Linked DNA regions of Cricetulus griseus: region 1 is linked to region 2. A link is a contact called in public Micro-C data. All regions are on one chromosome and are shown on one strand. The core of a region is the stretch at or near the end of the contact, and the rest is flanking DNA. Distances in the headings are between cores, read along the strand shown. Region 1 has its middle 25 kb from the start of Acot11. Region 2 holds the start of Ssbp3 (single-stranded DNA-binding protein 3).

Region 1 (5,345 bases), core at 1,701-4,200, 81 kb before region 2:
GAGACGGGGAGACTCAATGAGCCTCTGAATTCACAGGGGAACATAAAGAAGACAGCAGGTACAGACATGCAGTGGACCTCAGGCAGGCCCTGCCTCCACCCCCACTGCTGGAAGGAAGGGTTCTCTGAAGTTCCCCAACCACCCAGAGCCAAGGTTTGCAGGGCTCTCCCTTCTGCAAGAGGGGAATCTGGAAAATACCTTCAGCAGCTGAAGCCCAAGGCCCTCCACTACCTCCAGGGAGGCGTGGAAACAGCACTCTATAGTTGCCAACACAAGCGTTCCATTTTGCTCTGACACCTTATCCTACCTAGGTGCCTTGACAAGTCACTCTATGCCTCAGCTGGTACCAGTTCTAAGGAAGGTGAGCTGGCCATGGCACCTGTGATGCAGCCCTAGCCCTGCAGCCACAGACCTCACCTGCAACCCTTAGCCCTGCACCCACAGACCTCACCTGCAACCCTTAGCCCTGCAGCCACAGACCTCACCTGCAACCCTTAGCCCTGCAGCCACAGACCTCACCTGCAACCCTTAGCCCTGCACCCACAGACCTCACCTGCAACCCTTAGCCCTACACCCACAGACCTCACCTGCAACCCTTAGCCCTACACCCACAGACCTCACCTGCAACCCTTAGCCCTACACCCACAGACCTCACCTGCAACCCTTAGCCCTGCACCCACAGACCTCACCTGCAACCCTTAGCCCTGCACCCACAGACCTCACCTGCAGCCCTAGCTCTGCACCCAAAGACCTCACCTGCAGCTCTAGCTCTGTACCCACAGACCTCACCTGCAACCCTTAGCCCTACACCCACAGACCTCACCTGCAACCCTTAGCCCTGCACCCATAGACCTCATCTGCAGCTCTAGCTCTGTACCCACAGACCTCACCTGCAACCCTTAGCCCTGCACCCACAGACCTCACCTGCAGCTCTAGCTCTGTACCCACAGACCTCACCTGCAACCCTTAGCCCTGCACCCACAGACCTCACCTGCAGCCCTAGCTCTGCACCCAAAGACCTCACCTGCAGCTCTAGCTCTGTACCCACAGACCTCACCTGCAACCCTTAGCCCTACACCCACAGACCTCACCTGCAACCCTTAGCCCTGCACCCACAGACCTCACCTGCAACCCTTAGCCCTGCACCCACAGACCTCACCTGCAGCCCTAGCTCTGCACCCAAAGACCTCACCTGCAGCTCTAGCTCTGTACCCACAGACCTCACCTGCAACCCTTAGCCCTACACCCACAGACCTCACCTGCAACCCTTAGCCCTACACCCACAGACCTCACCTGCAACCCTTAGCCCTGCACCCATAGACCTCATCTGCAGCTCTAGCTCTGTACCCACAGACCTCACCTGCAACCCTTAGCCCTGCACCCACAGACCTCACCTGCAGCTCTAGCTCTGCACCCACAGACCTCACCTGCAACCCTTAGCCCTGCACCCACAGACCTCACCTGCAACCCTTAGCCCTACACCCACAGACCTCACCTGCAACCCTTAGCCCTGCACCCACAGACCTCACCTGCAGCCCTAGCTCTGCACCCAAAGACCTCACCTGCAGCTCTAGCTCTGTACCCACAGACCTCACCTGCAACCCTTAGCCCTACACCCACAGACCTCACCTGCAACCCTTAGCCCTGCACCCACAGACCTCACCTGCAACCCTTAGCCCTGCACCCACAGACCTCACCTGCAGCCCTAGCTCTGCACCCAAAGACCTCACCTGCAGCTCTAGCTCTGTACCCACAGACCTCACCTGCAACCCTTAGCCCTACACCCACAGACCTCACCTGCAACCCTTAGCCCTACACCCACAGACCTCACCTGCAACCCTTAGCCCTGCACCCATAGACCTCATCTGCAGCTCTAGCTCTGTACCCACAGACCTCACCTGCAACCCTTAGCCCTGCACCCATAGACCTCATCTGCAGCTCTAGCTCTGTACCCACAGACCTCACCTGCAACCCTTAGCCCTGCACCCACAGACCTCACCTGCAGCTCTAGCTCTGTACCCACAGACCTCACCTGCAACCCTTAGCCCTGCACCCACAGACCTCACCTGCAGCCACAGCTCTCTGTTCATTACTATGAACAAGGCTTTGTTTTCCTCATTCTGTCAGAGAAGGTACTTGGTATTTTGCTAGTTTGGCCGTACCAGAAGATCATGTTGAAATCTAATCCCGGTTGTGAGGCACTAAGAGAGTGGCATTTTAACCAGGGATGCTGTTTCAAGGCAGGCTTTGGGCCTACAAGATGGCTCACTGGGTAAAGGTGCTTGCCATATAAGCCTGACAACTGAGTGCAATCCCCAAGCCCCACAGGGTGGAAGGAAAGATCAGACTCATGCAGTGTTCTCTGACTTCCACATGTGTGGCACACAATATGCCCATACACAATAAATAGATGTAAGTTTAAAAATAAAGGTCAGTGGCTGGGCGGTGGTGGCACACGCCTTTAATGCCAGCACTCGGGAGGCAGAGGCAGGTGGATCTCTGAGTTCGAGACCAGCCTGGTCTACAAGAGCTAGTTCCAGGACAGCCTCCAAAGCCACAAAGAAACCCTGTCTCGAAAAACCAAAAATAAATAAATAAATAAATAAATAAATAAATAAAGGTCAGCATTGGGGAAGTGACTGGATTAGAAAAGTCCATCAGAATGGAACCCTATGGTCGAATCCTGATGGCTTTTGCAGACAGGAGAACACACAGAGACAGAGACAGAAACAGAGACAGAGACAAAGAGAGACTCTTACCACATGATGTCCTGCATCTTGGGACACTGCCAGCAGAAAAGCCATCCCCAAATGTGGTCTGTGACAGTAAACCAGAATGCAAACCAAAATAAACCCCTTCTCTTCTCATTCTCACCCAGTCTATGGTGCTGGGTTGTTGGCAACAGAAAACAGATTGAGACAACTCTCAAGAAGCCTGAGTTAGTCATACCATCGTGCCCTCCCAGGCATGAGTCAGGGGAACAGCATCTTCAACACTTGTAGTTTTAGGGCCATATCTTGATAAGCACCTTCTGGGTGACAGGCCTGGGCTCAGGAAAAGGAGCAACAAAGGACAAGGATGAAAGAATGAGTGGGTTCCTGGGAGAGAGAGAGGAAAGCATCGCATACCCTCTATGCAGACAGAAAAAACTTGTCATCAGTGAGAGAAGGTGAGGCCTGTGGATGCAGAATTCAGAACTACAGGTGATCACTCACGAGACAGAGGCAGGTGGATCCCCAGCTTGGTCTACAAATCGAATTCCAGGACAGCCAAGGCTGTTGCACAGAGAAACAACCTACAGGGGCGGTGGTGCACACCCTTGATCCCAGCACTTGGAAGGCAGAGGCAGGGCGATCTCTGTGAGTTTGAGGCCATACTGATCTACAGAGTGAGTTCCAGGACAGCCAGGGCTACAAGAAGAAACCCTGTCTCAAAACAATACAAAAAGAAAAAGAAAAACTACAGGTGAGATCTCGAGGTGCAGGGCTAAGACCTGCAGGTGAGACCTGTGGATGCAGGTGAGGCCTGTGGGTGGGTACAGGGTGCCATCTCTCAGTGCTTCTGTCCCAGGCATTGTCAGCTCAATTGCCCAGAAGGTCTGCCCTAGTGTCTGCGGGTGCTGACACAGTACAGAGCTTCACAAGCACTGTCTCTAAACTCCACAGAGCCTCACAAACCAGTCTTCATCACCATTTTAAAATGGCAAACAGTCCACCTCTAGAAGGTAACTGGGATGGGATTTGAACCTAAATGAGTCGGAATGCAAGGGCCTTATCAGTCACAACAAGCCACAGAAATCCAACCAAGGAAGCTAACCAGGCAGGAGGGGCAGGCAGACTGAGGCTCAGCAGCATGAGATGTGGATGAGGGTCACTCAGAGATGGGCGACAGCGCGTCCTCTGAAGCCCCATGATATGGACGGATCTGGCAGGAGGGAGCAGGGAGAAAGGCGGGGTCGTTCGCAGGCTGCAGAGCGATGGCTCCCCCTCCACCTCTCCAGGAGATCGCCCGCCCAGGCTTTGCAAGTCACCCCTCCCCAGAAGCACAGACCGCACCCCCACAGACACCCCCTCGCCCGCCCGCCAGCCCAGCCTCCCTCCCGGAGCGGCCGGAAGCCGCAGTCGCTCTGCAGACACCCCCTGGTGGAAACAGCTCATTACGGGATGGAGAAAATGTGCTAGAACATTAGCTTAATAAATCAAACGCTCCCGCAGCAGCCAGCCGCCGCCGCTCGGCTAGGCGGGGCCGCGGCGCCCACGCCCGCTGGGCCGGGTGGCGGGGGTAGGCGCCCGTCGCAGCTCCCTCCTGCCTGGCGGAGCGAGGCAGGCACCCCACACACACACACCCTCCCGCTCCAAGCCCATCTAAGTCCTAGACTTCTTGGTTTGACTCCTGACACTGGCCTGTGACTAGATGCGGGTATCCCAGGAACCTCAGCCCTCCAGTGAAGCAAAGCAGACCCTTCACTGGGGGCCAACCAAGGGCCTGTGCCCTCTAATTCACAGCAGCCTGTGAGATGCACGCTGCCTTCCCCTTTTTTTCAGAACGATGATGCAGGCAGCCTGTGGTTACTTCCAGCCTGGCCTCCTCTCTGCCCTTCAGCTCCAGCTTGACCACACACACACACACACACACACACAAGACACACACACAAGACACACACACACACACACACACACAGACACACACACAAGACACACACACACACACACACACACACACACACACACACACACACACACACACACACACACACAGCTGGGCAGAAGACAAGCTCACCTCACCCAGTGCCTATCGGGCTGGCCATTCTCTAGACTCTGGAATTGACAGAGGTGGGCAGGAAGTTGCTCAGGGCCCGAACCGGCTGGGTTTCTGCACTGGTTGCTCAGGGGACCACTGCTGAACATGAGCCCTCCCTCCCAGCTTCTGTTCCCACCTTCTTGGAGAGTTGGCCTAGATGGCCTCTCTCTTCCAGTCCTGGCTTCTCTTCCAGCACTGGGCACCTGGGGAACAGACCTCTGACCTCCACTGCCTCAGTTTCCCCCTGTGTACAAAGCTAGGCCCTCAAGATCCTAGAAGGTTCTGCTTGCTTCTGGCACCCTAGGCAGGGAGGGTTGAAGCTGCCAGGGCTCCTTGAGCAGGGAGAGCTAGTCTTCAGAGCCATTCCTCCCACTCTCTGGGGGTGGAGGGAGGGAGAGGAAAAAATTCAATTACCAGACCTTCTATTTGTCAACTCCTCCCTCCCCATTGACTTAATTTTCTTCAGCCAGACCTAGAGTCAGAGGAGGCATGAGTGAGCCTGCAGGCCTGGAGAGGGAGGGAGGAAGTAGGGAGGGAAGAGGGAG
Region 2 (5,109 bases), core at 1,890-4,389:
TTAAGCGAGGGTGTGGACTGATCTAATCCTATTGTGGGTGGCGTCAGTTTCTTATCTCTTCAGCCAGCCAGGAGCTACTTCAGGTCTGGGGTGGTTTTTTTTTTTTTTTTTTTTTTTTTTTTTTTTTTTTTTTTTTTTCTTCCTACTCTGGGTCCCCTGGTGTCCTGGTGTGTCAGAATACACACAGTATGGGACCTGTGCTGGGTTCAGGAGACACACAGATGATTCAGGTTTAGGTCTTACTTTCTGTCTGGTGGGGGAGACAGACAGTAAACAAGGGACTTACACAATGGGTAGGATGGATGGAGACGTTTACTAAGCAGGTTCAGTTGAACAAATGAGACACACGCCGACAGGGTCGGGAGCAGGGATCTTTTGGAAGGAGGTATATCTGTGGAGGGAGTGTTAGTCTTTGAAGAATGGTGAGAGAAGGGGCCTGGAGTCGGAGGCATTCCAGACAGAGGTGTCAGCCCCAAAATGCGCTCCAAAGGAAGTATGGGAACTCAGTGGGGAAAGATAAGTTGCGGGCAGAAAGGGCACCTATGGGTGTTTGGGCCTGCTTCTGACCTTACTGGATTCTGGGTAATGGCCAGCTGCAGCATGCTCACTGGGGCTGTGGAAAGGCTCAGTTTTATGGAACCCCTCGGCCCCCTTCTCTCCACAGCCAAGGGCTCAGACACCTTCCTCTGATCTCTCTGCCTCGGTCTTCTCACTAGCTAGCTCCTTTTGCTCCAACAAGAACCTACCAACCCACTTGGAGCCTCACACTGTGAAGCCTCCACAAAGGGCAGACCACAGGGCCTCCGAACAAACACCACCCCCTCTTCCTCTCACACATGTCCTGGAAGGAGGGGCCAGACCTTTTGCGAGGGAGAAAAGGCAAGAAGAATCCTGGCCTGGTGGAACATCAGACTATCAAAAGAGATTAAAAGACCCCCTCCCCCAGATAAAACCCTTTGCCAGCTGACAGGCTAGAAAGTGTATGTGCAAGTGGCTCGGAGGCGCCAGAGCCCCGGGGCTGCGAGGGCATGGCCAGCTCGAGAGTGCCTGACTGTGGGCCCCCCGAAGGGCAGCGCCTTCCCTCCCCCAAGACCCAACTGGTCCTCGTAATCCGCGGGCCCTGCAGACACCAGTGAGTCAGGCATCTTGTGAGTCAGTGTGTTGACAAGCCATCCCTGGCCATTCCTAGCCCATCAAAAATGCAAGGAAGTCCAAAGGAAGGGTATGAACAGACCGATTTAATTAGCGCGGGCTCTAAGGTACCTTAAGTTGGCCCTATTAAATTAAACCGCCTAGGGGAAAAATAACTGTAATTATTTCCTTTTTCCCCCCTACCATTGTATTTCAACTCCCAACCTCCGTGCTTCTCCCCTCTTTGACAAAACAACCTTTAAACTAGGGGCTGGCACAGACATCCCCAAACTAAGGTTCAGTGTTTCTTTTTTCCTGCCCTTCTTCCGTCTGAGCTCTGGTTCCTAGTAGAGAGCAGAGTCCAGAGGGGTCCACGGTGTTAGGCTGTATTCTAATTTAGGGAGGCTGTTAACAAGAGCAGAACATTATTCCAAAAACACACACGGAGTCTCCTTCCTGAACCAGTGCAGATCCGTTTGCTGCGGGGCATTTCTTTTAAAAGCCCCCTTTCTCTCTTTTGTAGAGCAAAATAAGCAAACTTTAATGGTAGGGAATTATTGTTTATTTTGTTGAAATCTAGTCCTGAGTTTTCCTACTTGAAACGTGTTTTCCCCAGGACACTGACCTATCCTTTAATTGTTTGGTGCGAGGCATGTTAGGGGGAGGGGCGTTACTTGTTTATTGGAACAGCGCAGTTAAAAAAAAAAAATCAACCTAGGCTAACAGTTTCAAGGCTCCCCTAAAGATGTATCCAAACAGGCAGCCAATCAGCGCTTACACAGCTTTTTCTGCTTGACTCTTTTAAAGAGACAGTGCCGACAGTGTTTTATCACATTTAAAGAGAACCGCGCTCTGAAAACAGTATGAAAATGGGGGAGCCATCCCTATTTCACCAGTTTCTGATCTGGAGTCCTCAATGAGGGTACGCTGCAGGGTTTTTGGGGTCCTCGATTGGACAGAAAGGAGTCGGTAGCAAAAAGCTTGGTCACTCTGCCAACCCCCCATTTCCCATTGTACACCTGGGTCATTGACAATGGACGCTTCCCCTCCCCCCACTCTGGTCCCCCCTACTCCCCAATTTAGCTCCATTTATTTGAAGTTTGAGATTTCTGCGGTGCGCATTCTGAGTCGCGAGGCGTCCAGGTGACGTCCCTCACCCAAACGGAACCAGTGCCCGCGGAGAAGACGAGGGGGGCTAACTTGCCAGGGTTGGCACACCTCAGAAATTTTGGGAGAAATCACTCTGCCTCCTTCTAGTCTAAAACCCCCTTTCCTCTCCCGAGGCTCGCCCGGAGCACGCCAAGGGCCATTTTCGCGCGGATCCACTTTGGGGTTTCCCAAAGTATTTTAACGATCTAGTAAAGAAGCAGCCGTGCGATTTGGCGCCAGCTTCGGCCGCCCAGCTCCGCGTGCAGTCCTGGCTCGGGCTCGGGCTCAGGGAGCCGGGCTGGGCGCAGGCAGCCCAGGGTGGGGCGGGGAGCTGGGCCGGCCGGGGTCCTGGCCCGCGGAGGGCAAGATCAGCGCGGGGAGGGCGGGGGCGCCGGGGACCAGGGCGACGCGGAAAGGGGCGCGCGGGCCAGCCGGGTCCGCGCCTCCCTCGCGGCTACTGCCGCATCGCCCAGTCCCCGCGGCGCCGGCCGGGTGCTCCGGTCCAGGCCCGAGCCCCTCACGCCGCCGCCGCCCCCCCAGCGCCAGGGCTCGCCCTCCGCTCCCCTGGCCAGCGCACGAGCGGGCAGCGGCTCACGGAGGAGGCGCAGCGGGACTGGCGCGGCCGCGCTGACAGGCGTCCCTCCCGGCCTCCGGGCCCGCCCCCGCGCGCCGATTGGCCGTCGCGCCGTCCGTCGCGGGGCGTGGACGCCCGCCGCGCTCCTGCCGGGGCAGCCACTTCGGTTGAGCTCCAAGTAGACCAGCGGCGGCGGCGACGGCAGCGGCAGCGGTGCTGAAGGCGCAGAGGGCGGCGCAGGCGGAGCCGGGCGGCGCGGCGGGCGCGCGGGCCACGAGCAGCGAGCAAGCGGCTGGCAGGCTTCGGGCGGGCGGCGGCACAGCTCAGGCCGAGCCGGCGCGGGAGGAGTTCCAAGGCGATGGGGCCGCGGCCGGGGCTGACGCTTTGACAGCTGGAAAGAGCGCGGAGCCAGCGCCGGGGAGGGAGGGAGCGCGGCGAGCGGAGCGCGAGCGAGCGGGCGATCGCCGGGAGGGGGCCGGGAGCAGGGCAGCTCGGGAGACCGGACGGTAGCGGCGGCGGCGGCGGCGGGCTCGGAGCCCTCTTCTCTGCAAGCCATGTTTGCCAAAGGCAAAGGCTCGGCGGTGCCCTCGGACGGGCAGGCTCGGGAAAAGTAAGCAAGCCTCTCGCGAGTGGGGCCGCGCCGCGGGCGGCGGGAGGCAGGTGGGCGCGGGGGTCGCGCTGCCTTGGGCCCTGGGTCTCTGCCCCGCGGCGGCAGCAGCGGCGGCGTGGAGAGCCCATTGTTGGGTGCCGGCGGAGGCTGGGGCACCCTGAAGGGGCGGCAGGGCAGCGGCGGGCGAGGGTAGTTGGTAGGCGCGCAGCGGAGCGGACGCGGGGGCCCGCGACGAGGGTGGGCGAGGTCCCCCTGTGAGCCGGTGCGCTCGGCCGGCTGGGCGCGGGGGCTCCACTTTGCCCACCGAGTGCGGGCAGGGGGCGCGTGGCTTTCTGCAGCCCCGAAGGCTCCTTTTGTCCGCCCGCGGCGTGAGAAGTGCGTGCCGGGGGCTTTGTTCGCCCAGGAGCGCTCTCCCTTCCCAGCCAGCGGCCTTGCCGCCAGCCCGGTGCGCTCCGGGGCGCCGGGCCGGGCCGGGCTGGGCTGGGCAGGCGGCGCCGGCCTGGCCCCAGGCTTGGGGGACAGTTGTTTCGGGGGGAGATGCTGAGGGCGGCGCTTTGCTGCCCTCTCCAGAGCGCGCCAAGTACCGGGACTGGGGTTGAGTCTGCCCGGACCCCGAAGCAGGGCTACGGCAGCGAGCTCAAGTGGGCTGGGAGAAGGAGAGCCGCTCTGGACTCTTGTGCCTTTCGAGTTTGTGAGACCTAGATGGGTTTGGTCCCAGTGGCACTTGGAACTTCAAGTTTGGGGGACGGTTTTCCAGCTCCCGCCGCTTTGGGCAGTTTGTCTATGGTACCCACCCACTCATTAGCTGTTCTGACCCGGATCCTGTCTGGGGTGATAGGTGCTCTTCTCTTGTCATGGCCACAATGGGATGGCACAGACCGGGCTCAGAGTCGACTGGCAAGGTCCAGAGCGAGCCTCAGTGTGGTCTGACCCTTTTCTCTCTCTCTCTGCCCCTACTCACTTTCCAGGTTAGCTTTATACGTCTACGAATATTTACTGCACGTAGGAGCACAGAAATCTGCACAGACCTTCTTATCAGAGGTGAGTGGGACTCTCAGCATCCAGTTTCTTGACACCCCCCTCCTCCCCACTATTCTTAGAGCCTTTGTTTTCAGGAGCAGCCACTGTGGCCACCATTTTGAATTTTTATCACCTTTTGGCATTTATTGTTAGTTGGTCTTCACAGCCTTTTGGCTGAGGAAGGCCCTGCAGCCCCCTGCTTTCTGCCCCTCTAAGCTGCCTCTGCCCCCTCTTTTCTAGATTCGATGGGAAAAAAACATCACACTGGGAGAACCTCCTGGGTTTCTGCACTCGTGGTGGTGGTAAGTTTGTGTGATAGTTTTTTTGTGTGTGTGTTTTGTTCTGTGGCCCTGGTCCTAGTGAACAAAGACAGGGGCTCTGGAGCGAGCAGGCCCTCTACCCTTAGCCTCTGCTTTCCCCGGAGCAGGGCACCTCTGGGTGCTCTGATTAGGTTTGGCGAGGAAGAACGGGCAGAAAGCAGAAGAGGCTGCAGCCCGAAGTTTTTGCTGGTGTTTCTCTGCCTGTGGGGAACTGATTTGAATTTTGCTATGCCAGGGTAGAACCGGCTTACTTTTCCGACTCACTCTGGGGCGCTAGGCAGGGGGCTCGGAAAGAGTTACAAGGG

Evidence for each region. A called contact is a pair of places that touch in the nucleus more often than the background predicts.
Region 1: a contact with region 2 is called in a Micro-C map of the CHO-K1 cell line, with 4 times the contacts expected there. The contact joins the enhancer-like site here to the promoter of Ssbp3 in region 2. A contact is called at or near these places in 6 of 8 Hi-C or Micro-C datasets (the CHK-Q cell line, the CHL-YN cell line, the CHO-K1 cell line and 2 more).

What each region holds. Positions count from the first base shown.
Region 1 is chr2:43,002,001-43,007,345 of CriGri-PICRH-1.0, reverse strand. No RefSeq gene overlaps it. Among named protein-coding and RNA genes, the nearest start is that of Acot11, 25 kb to the left of the region's middle. Within about 2 kb of position 2,950, at least 3 of the 6 cell types and tissues checked have open chromatin away from gene starts, as enhancers often do. A contact at or near this core is called in the CHO-K1 cell line, where this site is marked.
Region 2 is chr2:42,921,773-42,926,881 of CriGri-PICRH-1.0, reverse strand. Ssbp3 (single-stranded DNA-binding protein 3) reads left to right here and starts at 3,139. Exons shown (of 16, transcript XM_027402359.2): 1 at 3,139-3,464; 2 at 4,433-4,505; 3 at 4,725-4,786. The coding sequence starts at 3,409.